2 separate regions of the Mus musculus genome follow, and region 1 is linked to region 2. Evidence: chromatin contacts called from public HiChIP or PLAC-seq data. All regions are on one chromosome and are shown on one strand. The core of a region is the stretch at or near the end of the contact, and the rest is flanking DNA. Distances in the headings are between cores, read along the strand shown.

Region 1 (6,317 bases), core at 2,852-5,351, 530 kb before region 2:
CCACCACACATACGCCTCTACAATGAAACTTAATCTCCACCATGACAGTACTGGGGGGTGAGGCCCGTGAAGGGGTGAGCATGTCGTGAGGCCTCCTCTTTATGAGTGGGACTGGTACCCTTACAAATAAGGCCCTAGAGAGCTTGTTAAATTCTATCACGTGGAAGCACAGAACAGAGCAAGCTCTAACTGGACATCAAACTTATTGTCACCTTGATCTTGGGCTTTGCAGTTCCTGGAGCTGCAAGTAATAACTTTCTACTGAGGGTGTGTTCTCTACACTTAAGGATAGAGAGGAGAGACAGACAGACAGACAGACGGACAGACAGAGAGAACACTGAACAGCCGGGACAATTACAATTAGCTGGGACAGTTAGCATCTGTGAAAAGGCTCTGAGGAAGACAACAAAGATGGCCACCGCTACAGGATCCTGCTCCTAAGGAGCTCCTAACCTGGCAGAAAAGCTGAAAGGAGCAACAGAGGGAGGATAAAATGTGCTCAGTCTCTGCTAATGACCACAGGAGGCTGAGAATGGACAGCAAACCTGGCTCCTTGACTCAGGTGGAGGCTTCGAGTGGAGAGGTGTCTGACTGGGTACAGAGATGATAGCAAACTGAACAGTATGATTTAGGCTCTACTCATGTTGCCGTTGACTCGGGTCATGCATATGTCGATACCAATGTAAAGATATTTCCCCACGTGGCCTTCATCTCCCTGGGAGCAAAATTAGTTCCCTTCCTGATCATCATGAAGATGGGACCTGGGTAATCATGGCTTCGTATATGTCCCACAGTAAATGAATCTGTTTTTTTCCAGGCCCAGAGCTGACTGTAACTGACCGGAAACACCCACGTCTATGCATCGGCTCCACCCACCAAATGAAAGAACAAAATTGTGCTTGCTTTTGTTCTCACCGCCCCCACGGAATTCACAAATGTGTGTGTGTGTGTGTGTGTGTGTGTGTGTGAATATGCTTGAGCCATCACAAAATTAGAGATTTTTTTTTAAAGCATTGACTTAGGGCCTACTTATAAACCAGGTATCAAAGATCGGCCTCCTTTGATGCCTTGGTCTCAAAATAGATATTAATAATATTCATATTTCTAGGTTTGGGGAACATTTGCAAACCGCATGTGAACTCTATCATATATCAGGAGGTACCAAAGTCTTTGAAATTATCTTGCATGGAAAAATGGACTGTCTGTGTGCAACCAGATACCAATGGCTACATCTGCCAAGACGGGGGCTCTCCCAATGGCTACATCTGCCAAGACAGGGGCTCCCCCATAAGCCTCTATTTAACTTCATGGACTTCATATTCTGATTGTGTAGACCCTGTCTCTGAACTCTGAGTGACTCCTGCATGTTTGAAGACCATCCCTGGTGCCTTTGCACAGCTCTGCTGGGCAAGACACATAAGCTCCTAACAGATCCAGCCCTCCCCAGCAAGGGCTCAGCCAGCTCTCAGTACTGGCCACTGGCCAACCCTAACCCTAGCTCAGTGATTCTCCCACAGCCAGCATGGTGGTGCTCCCACACCCATCTCTCCACCATAAATGAATTCTTCTCTTGCTCATTGCACACAGAGAACCCCTGTAAAAGTTCCCTAGCCTGTCGGGCCAGGACTTGATCAGCCAGGGGTGAGTAGGGGTGATGGTATTCTTAAAGCTCTGCATCTCTCTCTGACTCTACATTTAACTAGTCCCTGATCCCAAGGGATTGCCAACATTCCTTCAAATTCCTACAAACCATGAGGATTCACTCTCCCAAGAAGGAATCTTGAGAAGAGGGTACCTCCCTGCCTGACTCAAGATCTCAAGGACTCTTGAAAGCACACTGAGAGCTGGTTGCTTCCCCAAGATGAAGGGCCTCAAGAACATCTCCCCTCCCACCCTTCCCAAGCCTCACATTTCCCCTCCTCCGTCAGGTTGTTCCCCATCACTCTGATTCTGGGTAGCTCCTGGTTGCTCTACCAGATGCAATATGGCAGAAGAGACAGTTCAACGCATAGGCAGAATGTCACTTTGCTTTTTGGGGGAACCTTGGGACAAAGGCTTAGAGGCAGGGGTTTGGGTGTCCTGACCGATACCGTTAGGTATGGCATTCGCCATCACGGTATCTGCAATCACAGGGGAATGGGAAATCTCTGAGTAGGGACACCCAGCTGAACCCGTCATCCACCAACCCAGAAGACAGCATAGGGACTCTACTTTTAAGCCTCTACTTTTGTGGTATATGCCTGTGTGTGTGTGTGTGTGTGTGTGTGTGTGTGTGTACATATATATAACCATTTGACCACTGTTCAGCATGTATTTTCCTGTCATTAAGAACATCTATGGGCTGGGGAGATGTATCTATGTGTAAAGAAGCTTATTATGCAAGCTGTGTGACCTGAGTTTGGATCCTGAGAACTCTGACACAGTAGCGCAAGTACCTTTAACCCCAGCATGCTCCTATAGGGAGATAGGAGACTGGGACAGAAGAAGTCCAAGGGCTAGCAAGCCTAGCTCATGCTTGTTTGGACCATGTCTCAAACAAGGTGGAAGGCAAGGACCAACCCCAAAAGGTCTTATCCCCAAACAGGTAACCCATGTGCTGTACAAATATGCACACACACACACATACACACACACACACACACACACACACAGAGAGAGAGAGAGAGAGAGAGAGAGAGAGAGAGAGAGAGAGTTAATTAATGCCAGCATCCATTCCCAGAACTGTATCTTTCTTAACCAAAATTTTACACCAACAAAACTGTAAAATGACAGACTCTCAACCTTTAAAGATGGAGGCGGGGGTGGGGGGTGGGAGTCATACAGCACGAGTGTGTCCTTGGACATCTGAAGTGCTGCTGCTGCTGCTGCTGCTGCTGCAAAGGCTCAAAGTCTGAATCTCTAAGGGCCTGGGAGTGGTTCCCAATGATCACACATAGAAAAGCTTTCCTGCCGTGTGAATACAGTGCTGTTAGCAAACAGAGTGTGCTGTCCAGGCCAGGGGCTGAGCCAGGAAGTTGAGAAACTGTGTCCTGGCCCAGTTGGTCTGCCAGGAAAGTAAGTGTGCCACTTAGCCACTATCAGGGCTTCTTTTTTCATGTGCATAATGAAGCTTGCAAGCCACCTACATCCCAAGCTGTAAAGGCAGTGAACTTGAGGAAAGAAAAAAAAAAAAAAAAAAGACAGGATACATAGAAATGTGGTAATATTTAGCATGGAGAGGAGAGAAAGGGAAGAGGACAAAGAAAAAATAAAAGGAAAAAGGAAGAAAGAGGGAAAGGGAGGGAAGGAGGAAGGAAGGAAGGAAGGAAGGAAGGAAGGAAGGAAGGAAGGAAGGAAGGAAGGAAGGAAGGAAGGAATGCTGCAGGCATTTGAAGTGAGGTGTGTAGCTTTGAGAAAGCTAAGAAAGATAATGGGGCAGTGCAGATCCTACAACAGCCTCTCCAAGCCTGAGCGAGGGTCTAGGTTAGACCTTCATCCAGCAGAGGAAAGCAGAAGGGAGACAGCTCGGCTCAGAGAAGGAAGCCTCACTCATTGCAGTATGAAGTGTTGGGATGTATATCACACCACAAATGGCTGGTGCGTCCCTACCATCTACCTCACTAAAGGAAGAGGTATGAGATCTGAGAGTCTAGGGGAGGGTCTCCTAGAATTAATTTTTTTTAAAGCCTTAACTTAGTCCAATTCTGGAGTCTCTCCCCTCCCTCATTCTCTCCCCGCCCCGTGTGTGTGTGTGTGTGTGTGTGTGTGTGTGTGTGTGTGTGTGTGTGTGTGTGTGCAGCACGTGTGGAAGTCAGAAGGCATCTTATGTGCACGTGGGTATGGAGGTCAGAGGTGAATTTTAGAATCACTCCTCAGGCGTGGCCCACCTCTGGAGATTTGAATGAGAAACAACCCTCATTTGAACTCGTGGTCCCTAGTTGGTGGCTCAGTCTGAGGAGGTGGTACAGCCTTGCTGAAAGAAGTAGGTCTGTAAGGGGCAAGTCTTCCTTCACTTCCAAGTTCCCTCTTTTCTGCTTCAAGTCAGTGGTTGACTTAGCTTTCTGCTCTTACTGCCACGCCTCCCTCCTGCTGCCACGCCTCCCTCCTGCTGCCACGCCTCCCTCCTGCTGCCATGCCTCCCTCCTGATGGCACCCTCCCTCCTGCTGCCACGCCTCCCTCCTGATGGCACCCTCCCTCCTCATGCCATGCCTCCCCTACCATTAGGGACTCTCATCCCTCTAAAACCAAAATAAGCTCAAATAAACTCTGTCTTCCTCACATTGCCTTTGGTTGCTATGTTTTGGTTTGGTTGTGAGGAGTGACTGTTCTACACCTTGTTTATTAAAGCAGAATCTCTCACGGAGAATCGGAGCTCATCAGTTAGGTAAGTCTGGTCGCAGCAGGTTCCTGTCTGCGTTCTTGATGTTGGGATTAAAGACACAGCCACCTTGCCTGGCTAGGAATATTGATACTAGGGAATTAGCCTGAAACTGTATAGAATCTTCCATGGATAGAGACCTCGTTGTTTTGTAAGTTCATTTCATTCTCAGTTAGGCAGGATTAAACTCTTATCTCTTATATTAACCCTATTGTATGTAGTCTCCAGGGTCCGTTTGTGTTGTGTTTAACAGCCTTCCTTCACCCACCTTTCAGCTAAGCCAAAGCTGCTGACAACCTGCACTGGATCTGCCCACAGCTCAACCAACCAGGATGAGTCTTCATCGTGTCCCTGGAAGCACCTCGCCCAGCCCCCTCCACCCTCCTTCCATCAGTGGATAGCCTTAACCACATACTGCCATAGGCACTGACCACTGCTTCTGCTTTGCCCGGCCATCTCATACCTGTGAGCTCTATGCTCACTTCACAACCATTGGCCTCTTGCCCCATTACAGTCAAAAGCTGAGGAACTGCCATGAATCTGCCCATGATCAAGCCAACACTGGACAGTCCCGAGTCCATTCCACATGAACAGAAGTCAAGCTATTGTTGTTGTTTTTTTAAATAAGGAGATAACCAGAATATTCAGCAAGCATTGCATACTGTGTTTTCTCAGATTTCACTTGACAAATGGAATGAGAGAGGCCCAGAGATAGAAAGTGTTAATCTCAGGATAATACACATGAAAAGATGAATGTGAACTCTAACTATATGATATGCTTTCCATATTCTTCCTGTTGCAGTTAAGTGGGAACAAAGCTATGGTGTGCCTGTCTTCTGAGTATGATTGGGACAAATTTTTCTCTACTTTGCATGTTCATGCATTCTGTCCATTTTTATTTAAACAGTAACCCACTGAGACATAGATAGGTGTTTAGAAAGAGTTTAAGGTTTGAAGAAATCTTCCTCTAAGAATCTAGGTCTTGGGGAATGTGACTGTGAACATGCAATGTGTGTGTGTGTGTGTGTGTGTGTGTGTATGGCATGCACACACATGCATGCTAATTATCTTGTGCATGAACACATTCTACAATGGTTATTCAGCACTTATAAAACAATACTGAAGGAAAAGCCATTACAGTTTACTAACTACACCAGAGAATTCTCTGTATGGTAAGGACAACCTTCAAATGCTTGCCAATGGTCTGGCAGAGTTCCTGTGTGCCTAGGTCTCACTGGTCCCAGTTACTCCCCCTTATTTTTCATCCAGAATGAGTGAGATCTTTCTGCACTGGTGCTTAAGTACGGATGTGTGTGTGTGTGTGTGTGTGTGTGTGTGTGTGTGTGTGTGTGTAAGTATGTAAGTTGATGCAACAGATTGCTGGGCCCAACAAATAAGTACACAATGAATGTGTGTGTATCAATATGTATGTGAATGTTTGTGTATAAAATGTGTGTGAATGTATGAATATGTGTGTGTGACTGTATTATGAACGTGTGTATCAATGTGTGTGTATATCTTTCTGAATCGGTTGCTTCAGGGAGGACCCAACCTGGAGCTAAGCTCCCAGAAGTTTAGGAAACTCTATCCTTGGAGGATGCATACAATACAGAGCCTCTCTAGTTGCCTCTGTGGGAGTTGGGGAAATATTCCTCCCCAGTCAGACAGACAAGCTGACACAGAAGCTGGAGCACAAGGTGAGCACATGTGAGAAGTTAAATAAAAACATCTGGCAGAAGAGGGGAGTATGCCTCAAGGAGGAGGCAGATCCTGACAAGCACGGGCAGCAGAAGTTGGCCCAACCTTAAGTGCTCCTCCATACAGCTCACATTCAAAGATGACTGACTAAGAGGATGATGTCACAAAGTCCCTTCTCACTGGAGGGAAGTGACAATCTCAGCAAGTCTGTGCCTTCTTGGAGGACAGGTCTCTGTCATCTGATTCTCAGCAATGCTCTGA
Region 2 (5,401 bases), core at 2,560-5,059:
TTCTTTCTTTTGTTCTCTCCTTCTTTTCTTATTTTTTCTTTTTTGAGGCAGGATTTCTCTCTGTAGCCTTAGCTTTCCTAGAATTCACTCTGTAGACCAGGCTGGCCTTGAACTCAGAAATTTGCCTGCCTCTGCCTCCTGAGTGCTGTGATTAAAGGCACACTTCATGACGCCCTGGCTGCTGCCTTTTTGTTTTGTTTTGTTTTGTTTTTATCTCTGTGCCCACCCCTCCTTTCAATAATCTATATGAATTTTCAAAAGGAGCCTTGGAGAACAAGAGCTGTGTCACACTGAATCACACAAAGTAGGCAGCAGTAGGGTGACAGAAAAAATTGGCTTCAGTCATGGGGAGGGAGATTTGAGGAAAGGAAAATGCAGGCCCTTCAAGCCAATAGCCTTTGAATACCTGAGGACACAGAGAAATTAATTTTCTGTTGATATAAAGTATACAGTTCTGGGCTGGAGAGATGGCTTAGTGGTTAAGAGTACTGACTGCTCTTTCAAAGGTCCTGAGTTCAAATCCCAGCAACCACATGGTGACTTACAACCATCTGAAATGAGATCTGACGCCCTTTTCTGGTGTGTCTGAAGATAGCTACAGTGTACTTGGTCATAATAATAGATAAATCTCTTTTTAAAAAGTATACAGTTCTTTTTAGTTAAAATAAGTTCTTACACACACTGAATATAGTAATATTGTCACTGCTTTGGAATAATCTTTCATTTCACACTTTTTCTATCTCTGGAACAGCAAGAGTTACTCACCAAGCAGGAAGGTCACTCACAGTAGCAAAGTCTTACTCAAAATGGATTTACAAGGGCTGAAGAGATGATTCTGTGTTAAGAGCACTAGTTGCTCTTGTGGAGGACCCAGGTTTGATTCCCAGAATCCCCATGGCTGCTTACAACCAGTAAGCAGGTTCCAAGAAACTGTATCCCCTCTTCTGACATCTGCAGGTGCCAGGCATGTGCATGGTGCGTAAACAGACACGCAAGTAAAACACCCACCCACATATGTTTTGCTAGTTTTCATGTCTTAAAAACAGTTCTAACTTTTTCAAAGTGCTTTCTCAATTTTTCTTTGGGGAATTTGTGAGCTAGGATAACCTCTTGTAAAACATTTCAAACGCAGAAAATAACCTGTACATACCTGCAATCCCAGCACCAGGAATTGGGAACAGGAAAATCAGGAGTTCAAGGCCAGTCTAGACTATATAAGACCCTGTCCCAAAAGATAGATAGATGGAGCCAGAAAAACACTCAGCCAGTGTATTGGACACTGATCTATTGCTATGAAGAGTTACCATAACCAAGGCAACTCATAAGAAAGAAAGCATTTAATTGGGTACTTGCTTGCAGGCTGGGAGGTTTAGTCCTTTCTCACTGGGGAACATGAAGGGCAGGCATTAAGGCAGTAGCTGAGAGTTACATCCAGAGAGAGAGAGAGAGTTGGTGGGGGGAGAGGGAGAGAGAGGGGGGGGATTCTGGGGACTGGTTTGGGTCTTTGAATCATCAAAGCCCACCCCCAGTGACAAACTTCCTCCAACGAGGCCACACCTCCTAAATGCTTATAATCCTATTAAAGAGTTCCATCAACTAAGCAGTCAACTATATGAGCACATGGAGAGGGTGGGGAGGGAGCGGCCCGTCTTATTCAAACTACCACAGCCAGTAAAGTTTTTGACTTGCAAAATGACAGCCTAAATTCAATCTCCTCAACACAGAGTAGACAGGGAAAGGCAAATTCCAAAAGTATTCCTCAACTTCACACACACACACACACACACACACACACACACACCCCGCAAATATAAATACATTAAACAAATAAATAAAATGCAAAAAGGGATGGCAGACAATAGGCTGCCTCTCCACTATAACTCTTTGAAATTTGCAGTAAAGTTCCAAATCCAGATCCTGCCGTCATCTTTTCTTCCATCTGCTTCCCGAGGGAGAGAGCATACACTCCCAGAGAGAACCGCTGCACCATTTTATTTGTGCTAGCTGACAAATGCCTGAGTTTAGACTGAATCTTCCAGTCAGTCTCCTACTCTGAAACAAAACCTTGAGACTCTTATCAGATATGCCAGAAGAGACCGAAGATAAGGCCAAGATTCAAGGGGAGTGTCCCCAATGGCCACGCCTAATTTAAGTTTTCCCCATACAGGAGTGACACTGCCTAGCCAGAGTCATGACTGGAAGCAGGGAGGGGAGAAGAGGAAGCCATTTTATATCATCAGGTCCTATCTCTATATTTTCTTACTCTTTGAGCATGACTCGCGCTCTCTCTCTCTCTCTCTCTCTCTCTCTCTCTCTCTCTCTGTGTGTGTGTGTGTGTGTGTGTATGTATGTATGTATACCAGCTTGTTGTTCCTAATGGCAGGAAATAAACGCACCAACATTAAGCCTGCAGAAAATAAGAGATGCCTTTCAATATCCTACTCCCTCTGTCGAAGAAATTGTCCCCAATGTCTCTGATCAGGTGTGTTGCTAGCTTTTGTCAACTTGATACATTCTAGAGTATTCTGGGAAGAGGACACCCGAATTAAAAAGATTCCTACATCTGATTAGCTGGGGGAAAAAAAAAAGGCCTGGGGGTAATTTTCTTGTGAGAGGGTCTAGCCCAATGTGAGTGGTGCCAACCCAGGCAGGTGGTCCTGAGCTGTGTAAGAAAGCAGCCTGAGCATGCCGTGGGAGGAAGCCTGAAGCCGCATTCCACCATGGCCTCTGCTTCAGTTCCTGCCTTGGGTTCCTGTCCAGCCTTCCCTCAGTCCAGGTGGAAGATCCCGTGAGAGCACAGAGGAAGGGCTGAGGCTTGGATGAGCGATTCGTGCTTGGTGAGCTCTGGCAGAGATGTTGAGAGTTCACATCCACCTCTCTGGCCTCCATTATTTTTAACCACTGAGTTTGACCAACTCCTTGTCACGGAGAATTGTCCAACTAAGAAAGATTAACAGCCCTCTGGATTATAACTATTGGTTCTCACTGTAACTTCCCAGGACCAAAGATCTACGCAGTTAAGCTGGCCCTCTGAAGATAGTCTATAATGGATCATTATAGATCCAAACACATCGTTAATCAACTTAACCTCAAGGCACTCTGGGACAAAACTCTGTTTTCTGAGTCTATTTTCCATTTGAAATTACATCTAGTCATAGTGTTCAAAATCGGTCAGCAGAGAAAAATACTTTCAAAAGTCCAAATAAAACAACGACAACAACAATAAAAAAAAAATGGTGAAGACAGCCTTTCCCATTGGTAAATTCCCAGGAAAATTCAATCCAAAATGGAAATTCCTCTTGCTGTTGTAAGTTGAACTCTGAGGGCTCGATGCTAAATCTCCTTGCTTGTTTAATCGCAGAATGCTGTTCTAGAACCCATATAAGAAATGTGTATTGTTACCCATCAAAGGCAACCTTAGCATTCCGTGGGGGAAGGGATTAACGCAGGCAACATAAGATGAAGCCAACTATCTCCTTCCTCCCTAGCAGGATGCCTATCAGAACATGACCCGGCTCTAATCTGTGATTTTTAAATTCAGTTTGCATTTCTTCTCGTGGGGTTAACTGGGATGCTGAGTTTTCAGTCTCCACCTAGCTGACTTCCTGTGTGAGCTACTTTTCTCACTGTGACAAACTAACTGCCAGACGAAAGCAACCTGGGGAAGACTTCATTTTTGACTTACGGTTTATAAAGCTCATGCTGGCTAGTTTTACATCAACTTGAACACAACAGGGCCTCACAGAGGGGAGGAGCCTCTGAGAAAACGCTTTGTAAGATCAAGCTGTAGGCGAGCCTGTAGGGCATTCATTAATTACTGATCGAAGTGGGCGGGCCCAGCTCGTTGTGGGTGGGGCCATCCCTGGGCTGGTGTCCTGGGTTCTATAAGAAAGCAGGCTGAGCAAGGTTTGAAGAGCAAGCCCCTAAGCAGCACCCTCTGTGGCCTCTGCATCAGCTCCGGCCTCAGTTCTTACCCTATTTGAGTTCCTGTTCTGACTTCTCTCAATAATAAATAGCAATATGCAAGTATAAATCAATGGGACCCTTTCCTTCCCGAGTTGCTCTTGAACACCGTGTTCATCCACATCAACAGAAACCTTAACTGAGACAGGGAAACAGCCAAGCAGCCAGTGGAGGCACGCGAGGTGGAAGGAACACCAAATCACATTGCTCACTGCAGTCTGCAGGCAGGAACAGAAAAGGAACAGAGAGGCAGCGTTATAAAAACTCTGAGCCCAGGCGGGGCGTGGTGGCGCACGCCTTTAATCCCAGCACTTGGGAGGCAGAGGCAGGCAGATTTCTGAGTTCGAGGCCAACCTGGTCTACAAAGTGAGGTCCAGGACAGCCAGGGCTACTTACACAGAGAAACCCTGTCTCGAAAAACCAAAAAAAAAAAAAAAAAAAAAAAAAAAAAAAAAAAAAAAACTCTGAGTCCAAACCCATTAATCCATTTCCTATATTCCTATAAAGGGGGCTCCATCTCCTAACAGTTCCATAGCCTTCCAAAACAGCACCACTACTTGAGAAACAAATGCTTAGGCACCTGAGCCTGAGAGATACATTCCCCTCCCCTCCCCCACCCGCTTAAGCCATCTCATAATACAAACGCATTTGTTCCCATGTTTAAGTTCCTGCATAATCTTTTTAAAATTTTAATTATGTTTTAATTTATTTCTTTATTGTAGTATATGAGAGAGAGAGAGAGAGAGAACGAGAGAGAGAGAGAGAGAGAGAGAACAGATAAAGTCAGAGAGGGTTTGTAGAAGTCAATTTTTCTCCTTGTGTCATGTGAGTCCTGAATACTCAGCTTTAAGGCCATCTCTCTGGTGCCATGCCTCCGAACAGCCCCAACACTTCAGCAATCCAAAATCCAAGTCTCTTCGGACATTCAAGGTACTCTCTTAGCTGTGCGCCCCTTTCAAACAAAACAAAGAAAAAGCTACAAACTTTTATTTATTTTATTTTATTTTATTTTTGGTTTTTTGAGACAGGGTTTCTCTGTATAGCCCTGGCTGTCCTGGAACTCACTCTGTAGACCAGGCTGGCCTCGAACTCAGAGATCCGCTTGCCTCTACCTCCTGAGTGCTGGGATCAAAGGTGTGCGCCACCACGCCCGGCACAAACTTTTAATACACGTGGCACCGGTACAATCATTTCCATTCTGAGAGGGAGGAACAGGGACATAGCAAGTTAAGATCAGAGCAAAGGAAGACTGAAATCAAGCAAGGAAAACACAAACCCTGTGGCTCTGTGTCTGAGCCTAACATGGAATCGCCAGGGCCCCAGTGGCTCTTGACACCCCCACCCCTCCAGATCTGCTGCCTTCTGCAGATGTCCCACAGTCCTGGCATCTCCAGCATCCTAGGACCACAATGAAAGTTAGATGTCACCTTCCCAGCTC

Evidence for each region. HiChIP or PLAC-seq counts read pairs in DNA pulled down with a chosen protein or histone mark.
Region 1: a contact with region 2 is called in an H3K27ac HiChIP or PLAC-seq map of embryonic stem cells, with 4 times the contacts expected there. The contact joins two enhancer-like sites. A contact is called at or near these places in 1 of 484 Hi-C or Micro-C datasets (gonadal supporting cells) and 2 of 115 datasets of contacts at active chromatin or transcription factors (both in embryonic stem cells).

What each region holds. Positions count from the first base shown.
Region 1 is chr17:88,611,090-88,617,406 of GRCm38.p6, reverse strand. Gm31704 (predicted gene, 31704) reads left to right here. Exons shown (of 3, transcript NR_166677.1): 3 at 818-4,258. It also overlaps a transcript of Ston1 not described here. Among named protein-coding and RNA genes, the nearest start is that of Gm31704, 11 kb to the left of the region's middle. Within about 2 kb of position 4,101, at least 51 of the 459 cell types and tissues checked have an H3K27ac peak or open chromatin away from gene starts, as enhancers often do. A contact at or near this core is called in embryonic stem cells, where this site is marked.
Region 2 is chr17:88,078,384-88,083,784 of GRCm38.p6, reverse strand. All of the region lies in intron 1 of Gm45950 (a long non-coding RNA gene), which reads right to left. Among named protein-coding and RNA genes, the nearest start is that of Gm45950, 15 kb to the right of the region's middle. Within about 2 kb of position 3,809, at least 9 of the 459 cell types and tissues checked have an H3K27ac peak or open chromatin away from gene starts, as enhancers often do. A contact at or near this core is called in embryonic stem cells, where this site is marked.